Regions from separate parts of the Pan troglodytes genome. Here region 1 is linked to region 2. A link is a contact called in public HiChIP or PLAC-seq data. All regions are on one chromosome and are shown on one strand. Each heading gives the region's core, a stretch centred on a gene start, on an enhancer-like site or on the middle of the called end of the contact. The rest is flanking DNA. Distances are from core to core; before and after follow the strand shown.

The links. HiChIP or PLAC-seq counts read pairs in DNA pulled down with a chosen protein or histone mark.
Region 1: a contact with region 2 is called in an H3K4me3 HiChIP or PLAC-seq map of stem cell-derived excitatory neurons, with 2.5 times the contacts expected there. The contact joins the promoter of PRMT2 here to the promoter of DIP2A in region 2. A contact is called at or near these places in 1 of 7 Hi-C or Micro-C datasets (stem cell-derived neural progenitor cells) and 1 of 1 datasets of contacts at active chromatin or transcription factors (stem cell-derived excitatory neurons).

The regions. Positions count from the first base shown.
Region 1 is chr22:47,323,321-47,328,099 of NHGRI_mPanTro3-v2.0_pri, reverse strand. PRMT2 (protein arginine methyltransferase 2) reads right to left here and starts at 2,394. Exons shown (of 11, transcript XM_514952.5): 1 at 2,168-2,394; 2 at 941-1,035. The coding sequence starts at 979.
Region 2 is chr22:47,144,501-47,149,816 of NHGRI_mPanTro3-v2.0_pri, reverse strand. DIP2A (disco interacting protein 2 homolog A) reads right to left here and starts at 3,112. Exons shown (of 39, transcript XM_063803614.1): 1 at 2,742-3,112. LOC112206635 (a long non-coding RNA gene) reads left to right here and starts at 3,270. Exons shown (of 2, transcript XR_010154497.1): 1 at 3,270-3,638.

The sequences.
Region 1 (4,779 bases), core at 1,145-3,644, 180 kb before region 2:
GGAATGCAGTGGCTATTCACAGGCACAATCATAATACACCACATCCTCAAACTCCTGGCCCCAAGTGATCCTCCTGCTTCAGCCTCCTGAGTAGCTGAACTACAGACACACCCGACAGTATTTTTTATACATACATATATATATATACACACACACATATATGTATATACACACACATATATATAGCTTAATGTACACTGTTTAATGTACTTGATGTTTACAATATCATTCTGGAAATGTCCTAATATTTGTTAAATTTCTCAAAAGAAAAATAAGATGTGCACGGAATTAAAACATTTTATGAATAATTAAAGAAATTAACGAAAGATTCTGACTATAAATAAAATTCCTATATATAAAAAGCCAAATGAAAGCTCATTGGAATGAAAGAGAAAAAAAGAAAACATTAAAATTGACACAACAGATACGGAAATGCTTGATTTTTAAAAACAGTATCTATTATTCAGTTGGTGACTTTTACATAATCAACAGTCTTTACAATTTGAGGGGTATTTTTTACTGCTAACTTGAACGAAACTACATGAGTACCCCAGGCAGAAACAGTATGAATACATAAATCTTTTCTAATGTGTCCAACTTGCCTTCAATATATTGCTGGTATTATGCCTGAAATTTTATTGAACAGCTCAGAAAATATGCTTGCTTTGCCAGTTCACGTACCAAAAATGGAACCCTAAATGATGCTGATGTTTTGGGGCTACGTATTTCCTTAGAATTGTTATGGTGCCCAACGCAGGATGTCACCTTACAGGCACTGCGTTTCCTCTGCCTCCCAATCTTCACATTTAAGCATTCTACTGCCGGTGGCCACCTTCCAAGGCACAAGCCAAGCTCCATCACATCTGTGAGCCGACGCTTAGCTCTCTGTAATGCTCACATTCATTAAACACAGATTTTTAGGAAGTGGAACGGAAATTACCTGCGATTCACTTCTGGGACAGTCACCTGATGTTGCCATAGTTCTCTTAGGCTCTGCCTCATAACTGCTGATTTATTTCATTTTCTTTTCCATTTCTACTTTTAAAAAGAGAAGGAGACACAAAGTACTTGTTACATTGCTTAATAATTGAGTTCACTTAACTTCTAACGTGCATGATGTCCTCTACCAAATAGAAGTAAAATGTGTATGTGTGAAGATTAGTATAGAAATGAAAATTTACAATACTTTACAGAGACAAAAGCATTTAAAAATCATAAACTTCAAATAGTGTGTTTTCTTCACTAGTCTGCAAGGTGTTAATCTTGTTCATTTGCTGAAGCCTGTTAGTTTCTGTTAGATCAGGTGTCGACTTAAGGTAATAAATCAGTATTCATTAATTTCTTAGAACTGTGATAGCTTTAATTCCAATTAAAAGTCCCTACCTGGGACCTTACAGTGTTTCCACTAACAGGAACCAAGGTCTGCATCTTCCAGTCTTTTCCTTCTTCTCAATTCGTATTTTTCCAGTGATAGTGTAATCCACACACTGCTCTGGGATCAATGTGTTTTTTAAATTGCATAGCAATTCTTTGTTTAAAATGCACGCTTCACTTCTAAATCCAGACTTGAAGCTTATTTTTGTGATATTCCTAGTTACAAATGCTTACTGATTTACATAATTATATTTTCATTGGAAAACCTGGGTCCAAATTGGGACGGGGTCGGAGTGGAGGCCGCGGTGCGCGCAGGACCCTGCCCTCCTAAGATGCCCTCGGGAGGAACAGGATCATGGAGGGTTGGAACAGGTGGCCAGTGAAGGGGGGTGAGAAGGGGGCAGGAAGCGAGAGGGCCACGCGTGGACGCAGGGGCACGAGAGGGTCAGGCTGGGACAGCGCCGCGAGCTTCGGGGCAGGGGCCGCCGGGCAGGTGGGCGTGGCCGCGAAGGGCGTGACAGAGATGGCGGTGGGGTGGGCGTGGCCGCAGAGGGCGCTGGACGGTGGGAGTGGCCGGGAAGAGGTGCGGCACGCAGGGAAGGGTGTGACGGGGACCGAGCTCCCGTTTGGACGCCAGGGCAGGTGGCTGAGATCGCGAAGGCGCTCGGAGGTCCCAAAAGGGGGCGGAGGCCTCTGTCCGCCAGCGACGCACACGCAGTGCGAGGACGCCTCACCTGGCCTGTCCTTCCTTACGTGCAGTCCAGCCATCTGAGCTGCCCATCAGGACACCTACCTCAATCGCGTTTCTCCGCTGAGTTCCGCGTCCACACCGCCAGCGCGGAGGGGCGGACGGTCCTTTCCAGGAGCCTGAGCCACCGCCCTCAACCCGCGCAAGCGCAGTGCACGCAGGCCGTCAGCCGGGAAGGCCCCGCCCAGGGCCCGGCGCCCCGCGCAGGCGCAGTCCTAAGACGTCCCCTATTCCAGGGAAGCCGAGCCACCGCCCTCGACTTGCGCCGGCGCACCGCTCACAGATCGTCTGCAGCTAGGGCTGCGCCCCGCGCAGGCGCACTTCACATCTGCGCCTCCCGCGGTCTTGCGAGGCGAGGCCAGGTTCTCCATGTGTGGAGCTCGTCCCCAATCGCCCAGCCCAGCCGCGGGGTGGGGGGGCTCGGCTTGGGGTCCGACCCAGAGGGGCGCGGGGCAGGAGTCCGACCTGGGGCGGGGGGCGCGGTTGGGCCATTCACGGCTTGGGAAGCGACAACCCCTACGAGCCACAAAATGGCTGGGGCTTGGGGGACCCCCACCTCCTCTGTCTTCCCGCAAATAATTCAGTTAACTTTCCCATCCGCGCTGCGCAGTGTGCGCCCTCTGCCTTTCTTCTGGATAAGTGGAAGCAGAATGATGACGTTTCTGTTTTGGGGAGAGGAAGTTTGGGGTGAAGGAGAAATGGGTGGCACTAATGCCTGTAAAACAAATAAAATTCGAAGCCCCCCCCTCCCCGCAGCCATCTGACTGGACTCCCTCCTTTACCAGGGAACCCTGAAGTTCAACCTGAGAGACTATTCTGGCCTCGAGGGGAAGTAAGAGTTGGACATGCCTTTTTACACTCCTCCAGCATTAACATCAAGGCAGACCTTAAGTCTGATTTAAAAAAAAAAAAAAATGTGGAAGGAAAATAAATTTGGGGGCCGCAAAATCATTAAGCTTAAAAGGAAAAGTCAAGTTGGGAACTGCTTAGGGCAAACCTGCCTCCCATTCTATTCAAAGTCATCTCTCAGCTCACTGAGATAAATGCGTATCTGATTGCCACCTCTGGAGGGGCTAACCAGAAACTCAAGGGAATGCAACGATTTGTCTCATACTTACCTATGACCTGGAAGCTCCCTCCTGCCTTTGCTTCGAGTTGTCCCGCCCTTCCGGACCAAACCAATGTTCATCTTACATATATTGATTGATGTCTCATGTCTCCCTAAAACGAATAAAACCAAACTGTGCTCTGACCACCTTGGGCACATGTCATCAGGGCCTCCGACGGCCGTGTCATGGGCGTGCATCCTTAAATTCAGCAAAATAAAGTTCCTAAGTTGACTGAGATCTGACTCAGATATTCAAGGTTCACATTTTGGTAACCACAAAGGGATTCTGAGTAGAGGTGCCACAGACCTTTGACAAATCTCCTGTCAGTCCTTAGTACCAGCTTGAGCTATCTTTATGGCTCAAACCAATAGGACAATTTGCGGAGGCCTGGAAGCCCCCTCTCCAGAGAATCCCTGATCTACCCAGATTTGGTCAAGATCTAGTTTATTTTGCTGTACAACTCCTTTTGTGTGTTGGGCGGGGGTTGGGGGGCGGGGTGTGCTTTACTCTCTTCCAACATAAGGAAGTAGTAGTAGTTTTTTCCTGCTTCCATGACAATGGAAGGCAGGTAACTCGTTTATGGAGTTTGAGCTCGCTTCCCACAGGAAAGATGAGGGGTTTTCTTCCTCTGCTTCTAGGATGGTAGAGAGCAATCTTCAGCCTCAGACCCATCCCTAGGAAGTAACTGAATTGGGGTTTGTCTTGGCTCTTAAGATTAGCAACCAGCTGGTCTTAATTTCTCCTTACCATTAGTGTGCTCAGTAACCTTATAAATTGCCCAATCCTTCGTTTCGCTTAACTGGTTTTTTTGTTGTTGTTTCTGTTTTTTGTTCTTTTGTCTTTTTTGCATTGAGTTTGACGAACTCTATCTGACTTGATCGAAACCAAAGGAAAAGTTCCAAATTATGAGAAGCGAGGCCTCTGAAGAGGCTAAGTTTCAACCCCTCCCCACCACACACACACACAAAAGGTGATGTGGTGGGGGGAGAAAAACAGCTAGCAAAAGGAAAAAGAAAAAAAAAATTTATTTTGACTACTTAAAGGGCTTTTCTTACATAACAAGGCCACATTTTTGCTAGCCAGACCAACCAAAAAGAGTAATGTCTGTCACCCCACACTGCAGTTCCATACCTAAGGGTTCTGCCTTCTTTTTTTCCACCACTACAGCCTGGGTTTAGTTCCTAAATTAAGCCCTTTCTGGTTTGATACTTGGTACTTCTGAAATAGCAGCAATTAGTCCTAGCTGAAATATGATAATGAGATTTATTTATTTATTTAGACAGAGTCTGGCTCTGTGTTCCAGGCTGGGGTGCAGTGGCACAATCTCAGCTCACTGCAACCTCCACCTCCCAGGTTCAAGTGATTCCCATGCCTTAGCCTCCTGAGTAGCTGGGATTCTAGGCCTGCACCACCACACCCAGCTCATTTTTGTATTTTTTTGGTAGAGATGGGGTTTCACCATGTTGGCCAGGCTGGTCTCAAACTGGCCTCAAGTGATCCGCCTACCTCGGCCTCCCAAAGTGTTGGGATCACAGGCATGAGCCACCA
Region 2 (5,316 bases), core at 1,863-4,362:
AGGCCTAAGCCACCATTTCTGGGCTCAATACTTTTTTTGTTTACCCCCTTTCTCAGTTTAAGCTATTTTTCCAGGTTCCTCTCCATGTTACATAATCTTATAACTTTACTTACCTATACATCCCCTACATATCTCTAAGATGACAATAGCATAAATGGATCCAACAGATAGAAAACATTTCTTTCATTTAAGTACTTGTGTTCTGTTGCACAAATTATAAAGTTCTTTGAGGAAAGGATTCAATTGTCAATGCCTAGCAAGCACTCAAACACAACTACAACACAAAAAATTGAGGGAATAATGAATACATTGGAGCAGAAATTAGGAGCAATACGCAAAAATATGTTTGAAATGCACAGAATCTAAACTGCGTATATGTGATTTTCCCTAAAGAGCCTTAACAAATGCAGTACAGTAGATCCTGTCAAACCCATTCCTAATTTAAGTTTGTCAGACTGCCTAGGAGCATCTAATCACCAAGAATTCTCAAATCCATCCATTTCTTTCCTTTTTTTTTTTTTTTGTGAGAGAGACAGGTTCTCGCTCTATTGCCCAGGCTGGAGTGCTCCAGTGCTCAGGTGATCCTCCTGCCTCAGCCTCCCAAGTAGCTGGGACTACAGGTGCACACCACCATGCCCAGCTAATTTTTTTTAATACTGTAGAGACAGAGTCTTGCTATGTTGCCCAAGCTGTTCTGAACTCCCGTCTCCAAGCCAACGTGGCCTCCCAAAGTGTTGGGATTACAAGCATGAGCCACTGTGTACTCAGCCTGTACTTCCATTTTTTAAAATGTGCCACAAGCCAGGCACGGTGGCTCATGCCTGTAATCCCAGCACTTTGGGAGGCTGAGGCAGGCGGACCACCTGAGGTCAGGAGTTTGAGACCAGCCTGGTCAACATGGTGATACCTTGCCTCTACTAAAAATACGAAAATTAGCTGGGCGTGGTGGCAAGCGCCTGTAATCCCAGCTACTCAGGAGGCTGAGGCAGAAGAATCATTTCTACCTGGGAGGCAGAGGTTGCAGTGAGCTGAGATCACGCCATTGCACTCCAGCCTGGGCAACAGAGCAAGACTCCGTCTCAAAAAAAAAAAATGTGCCACATGTCACAACATTGTTAAAAATCTGAATGCTGAATTCAAAATAGTTGCAAGTACATGTTGTATTATATGTAAAACAAGATCACAACAGCATCTACCTCCCTCAGGTTGGCAAGGATTAAATGACTTACTATATGCTAGTGCATATTATTTAGATGTTTTGAGAAATAACTACCCCAGACCCAGCAAAATCTTATCAATCTGAAACTTAAATTAAGGATAATAAGATTATTAAAAAAATGGATTCTAAAAGCTGAAAATGCATTTAGATCTCAAAAACAGAGTAAGAATCAATTACATGCTTTTCTTCAAGGACTGCAAGTCCTTTCTGACACTGGAGAAGAACCTAACTCTTTCCCAATGACAGCCAAAAGGAATATCAGGACACAGGCCTTGAAAGGGATAACATCCAAATGGGAAATGCCACCCACCACCTCTGAAGCCAGATTACTCCAGTCTATTTTTATCAACCAACCATTTATACGACTTTTTTTTTTTTACTTTAAAAAATTCCATGAGGGGGCTAACAACTCCTAAGTGTTATGTGCTTTGCATATATTAAGGTATTTTAGCCTCATAACAATCCAAAATGGAAAGTGCTGGTATAACCCCACTTTATAGATAATAAAATGAGGCACAGGGTGCAGCTCCTAGAGTATCAGGCGCGCGGCAAGGGCTCCCAGCTCCAAGGGAAGTAGCTGCCTGCGGACAACGGGCGCAGTCATCCTGGTGAAGCCCAGACCAAGCCCAGACCTACAGCCTTGAGAAAAGCGGGGCTCACAGCTTGGGGCAAAAGTGGTCATTCCTCTCAAGATTCTCACACCTGTCCAAACGACCTAGTCAAAGCCAGTCCTTGGGGTCGGATCCCATTGGGGGAGCAGCTGGGGATAGGGAAAGGTCTCCAGAAGTTTGGCAGGGGTCCCGATGTGGGGGTCCAGGCGGGGGTCTCGGGTGCAGGGCCGTACTGGGGTCCCGGGGTGAGGAGTAAGGGTCCCAGGTGTGAAGGGCCTGGGGGGAGGAGTCCTTGTATGGGGGAGGGGTCCTTGTATGAGAGGCGGGGCAGTGGTCCCTGGTTTGAGGGGCCGCGCGGGTGTCCCGGGGCTGAGGGTCGGGAGTCCGGAGGGGCAGCGCGGGACTCCCAGGGTGAAGGGCGGGGTCCCCGGGGTGAGGGGCCGCGCGGGGTTCTCGGGGTGAGGGGCAGGAGGTCCGGGGGGTGACGGGCAGGAGGTCCGGGGGGTGAGGGGCAGGAGGTCCGGGGGGTGAGGGGCAGGAGGTCCCGGGGGTGAGGGGCGGGAGGTCCCGGGGGTGAGGGGCAGGAGGTCCCGGGGGTAAGGGGCCGGGGTCTCGGGGCGAGGGGTCGTGCTGGGGTCCCACATGAGGGGCGGGGTCCCAGGGTTGAGGAACGGTGTCTCCAGGGGCGAGGGGCGGGTTCCAGGGTAGAGGAACCGGGGTCCCGTTGAGGGGCAGAGGTCCCAGGGGCGAGGCCGCGTGGGGGTCCCGGGGGTGAAGGGCGGGGGTCCTGGAGTGAGGGGCCGCGCGGGGGTCCTGGAGTGAGGGGCCGCGCGGGGGTCCCGGAGTGACAGGCTGCGCGGGGGACCCGGCTGAGGGCGGGTCGCGGGGGTTGAGGGCGGGGTCCGGCTCACCTTCCGACAGCTCCAGCTCCAGCTCAGCCAGGCTCTCCCGCACCTCGGCAGGCAGCGGCGCCGCCTCCAGCGGGCACCCGCGGTCAGCCATGGCCAGGCCGGCTAGCGTCCGAGCAGAGGCTGGAACCGGACCAGGCCTGGCGGCGGCAGCGCAAACCTCGGCTACGTAGCTCCCCTCAGGCCAACAGCCTACATCCGCCAGGCGAGGAGCGGGAGGCGGCGGGACAGGGGCGCGGCCAGGACGGCAACGCACCCGCGCGGGCACGAGCGCGGATGGCTCCGCCGCGCCGCCGCCGCCCCGCGCGCTCCTGAGCGCCCGGCCGGCCCTACGCGGGAGCGCGTGCGCGGCGGGAAGGGCGGGTAGCGAGCGCGCGTGCGCAGTGGGTCTCGGGCCCGCGCAGCCCTCCCGGCCCCGCCCAGCAACACCAGAGCCTCGCTTCCATTGGCCCCGAAGACGCGTCGATGCCGCTCCGGGCTCCCATTGGGAGAGGCGGGAGAGCGCCGCTCCCGACAGGCTCTGCGCTGGGCCTGCTTGAGGGTGGCGGGCTTGAGGCGGGCAGGCTGCTTAGTTGCGGCCCGAGGCGCCTAAGTGGGGATGACCAACCCGTGGGCGTTGGCGCTGACCCCTAGGCGCCGCTGGTGGCCCCGCGCGCGGCCCTCCGGCCAGCCCCGCCCCTCTCGGGGCTCCTCCTTGGTCCCCGCGCCATGGCGCGTCCGCGTTGACCACTGTCTTCCCTTTCGGGCTGTGCTGATCGCGAACGCTGCGCAGTCCGTGGTGGCGTCGAGGCACCTTTCTCGTGCCTTTACCTGTGTTCACTCCTTTGCTTTAAAAAAACAGCCCTAGAAGTACACATCGTTGGCCCCGAAGGAGCCCCAGCAGCCATGTCGGACCGCGAGGTGACCTTGGAGGGCGGGAGGACGGACGAGGGGCCTGGCGGAGCTAGACTGAGAGGGCGCCGCCGGCGTCCTGAAGGCCGTGCTCCCCGAATGTGTGGGAGTGTGTCTGACGGTGCGAGGGTGGCTGTGGCGGGGCCTGAGCAGCGTGTCCGTGTCCCGATGCCGCCCGCCTGTTACTGAGTTAGGCAGGAGTGCCCGAGTCTGGCGAACTTCAGCAGTTCTCGTTCCAGAGCTCCACACGAGGTTGGCCAAAGCTTTGCGGGACTTACATACCCTTCTTCCTCCGTCCAGTCCTGCTTCCTTCCCCTTCCTTTCACCGGTGTTGATACCATGTCAACATTCTCGTACCCCAAACTCAGTCGCAGCGTCTGCTTCTGGAGAAACCATTCTGCAGCATTAAAGCTGGTGAGAAGATGGGATTCGAGGCTGCATCACTCACCAGTGGTGAAGTAGGAGGGTGAACTAGTGAAATGGAATCCACGAGTGGGTGAGGTATCAGACATTTCATATATGGTGAACGTAGTAGATAAAAGGAAGGAAAGGGGGATTGGATAGCTATTGCTTAGTGCCAACCGAGTCTCTTAAGAATAGTGGTCAGCTGAAGGCAAGCAACAAACAGTTGTAAGCCAGTGAATCTGTCCCGTTGCATATAGAGAAGCTTCATTTACTGCAGCAGGTCAAAGACAAGAACCAGGCCCAGGAATTAACATCCCTGTTTGACTGAACTCCAAAAATAGCAAAACACCCAAACAAGGCAATACTCTTCCACTAAGTTTGGATCCCTGCTAAGAAAAGATGAGGCTGGGCACAGTGGCTCACACCTGTAATCCCAGCACTTTGGGAGGCCAAGGCGGGAAGATTGCTTGAGTTCAGGAGTTCAAGACCAGCTTGGGCAACATGACAAAACCCCATCTCTACTGAAAACACAAAAAATTAGCCGGGCATGGTGGCCACGGCTGTGGTCCCAGCTACTTGGGAGGCTAAGGTGGGTGGATCACCTGAGCCCTGGAAGTCAGGGCTGTAGTGAGCTGTGACTGCACTCCAGCCTGGGCAACAGGAGTGAGACTCTGTCTTTTAAAAAAAAAAAGAAAGAAAAGAAAAGCCCGTCATACATGGGTTGGAGATACCTGGGTAGATGCCTTCAAAGGTTTTGACTCCCCAAACTGCCTTAAACCTTTTTTTTGTAGACAGTGTCTCACTCTGTTGCCCAGGCTGGAGTGCAGTTGCTGGATCATGGCCCACTGTAGCCTCAACTTCCTGGGCTCAAACAATCCTCCCACCTGAGCCTCCTAAGTAACTGGGACTACAGGTATGTGTCACCACGCCTGGATACATTTTTTATTATTTGTAGAGGCAAGGTCTTGCTATGTTGCCCAGGCTTGTCTCAAACTTGTAGGCTCCAGTGAGCCATCACACCTGGCCTGCCTTGAACCTGAAGCCTGCCGGGGTGTCTCACCTCTCCTATTAACCTGACACTACTCCTCCTCCCTCCACTTACTGCTCAGTAGATGTATAATTATGGTTGTTTCTTTTGCATTATTCAGCTGGAAACAATGAGATAGAAAAGAGAATATAGCTCCCTCCCCCTCAGAAGAACTGCGTTATTAGTTTGCTGGGGCTTCAGTAACAAACTGGGCAGACATTTATTGTCTCTGAGTTCTGGAGGCTAGAAGTCTGA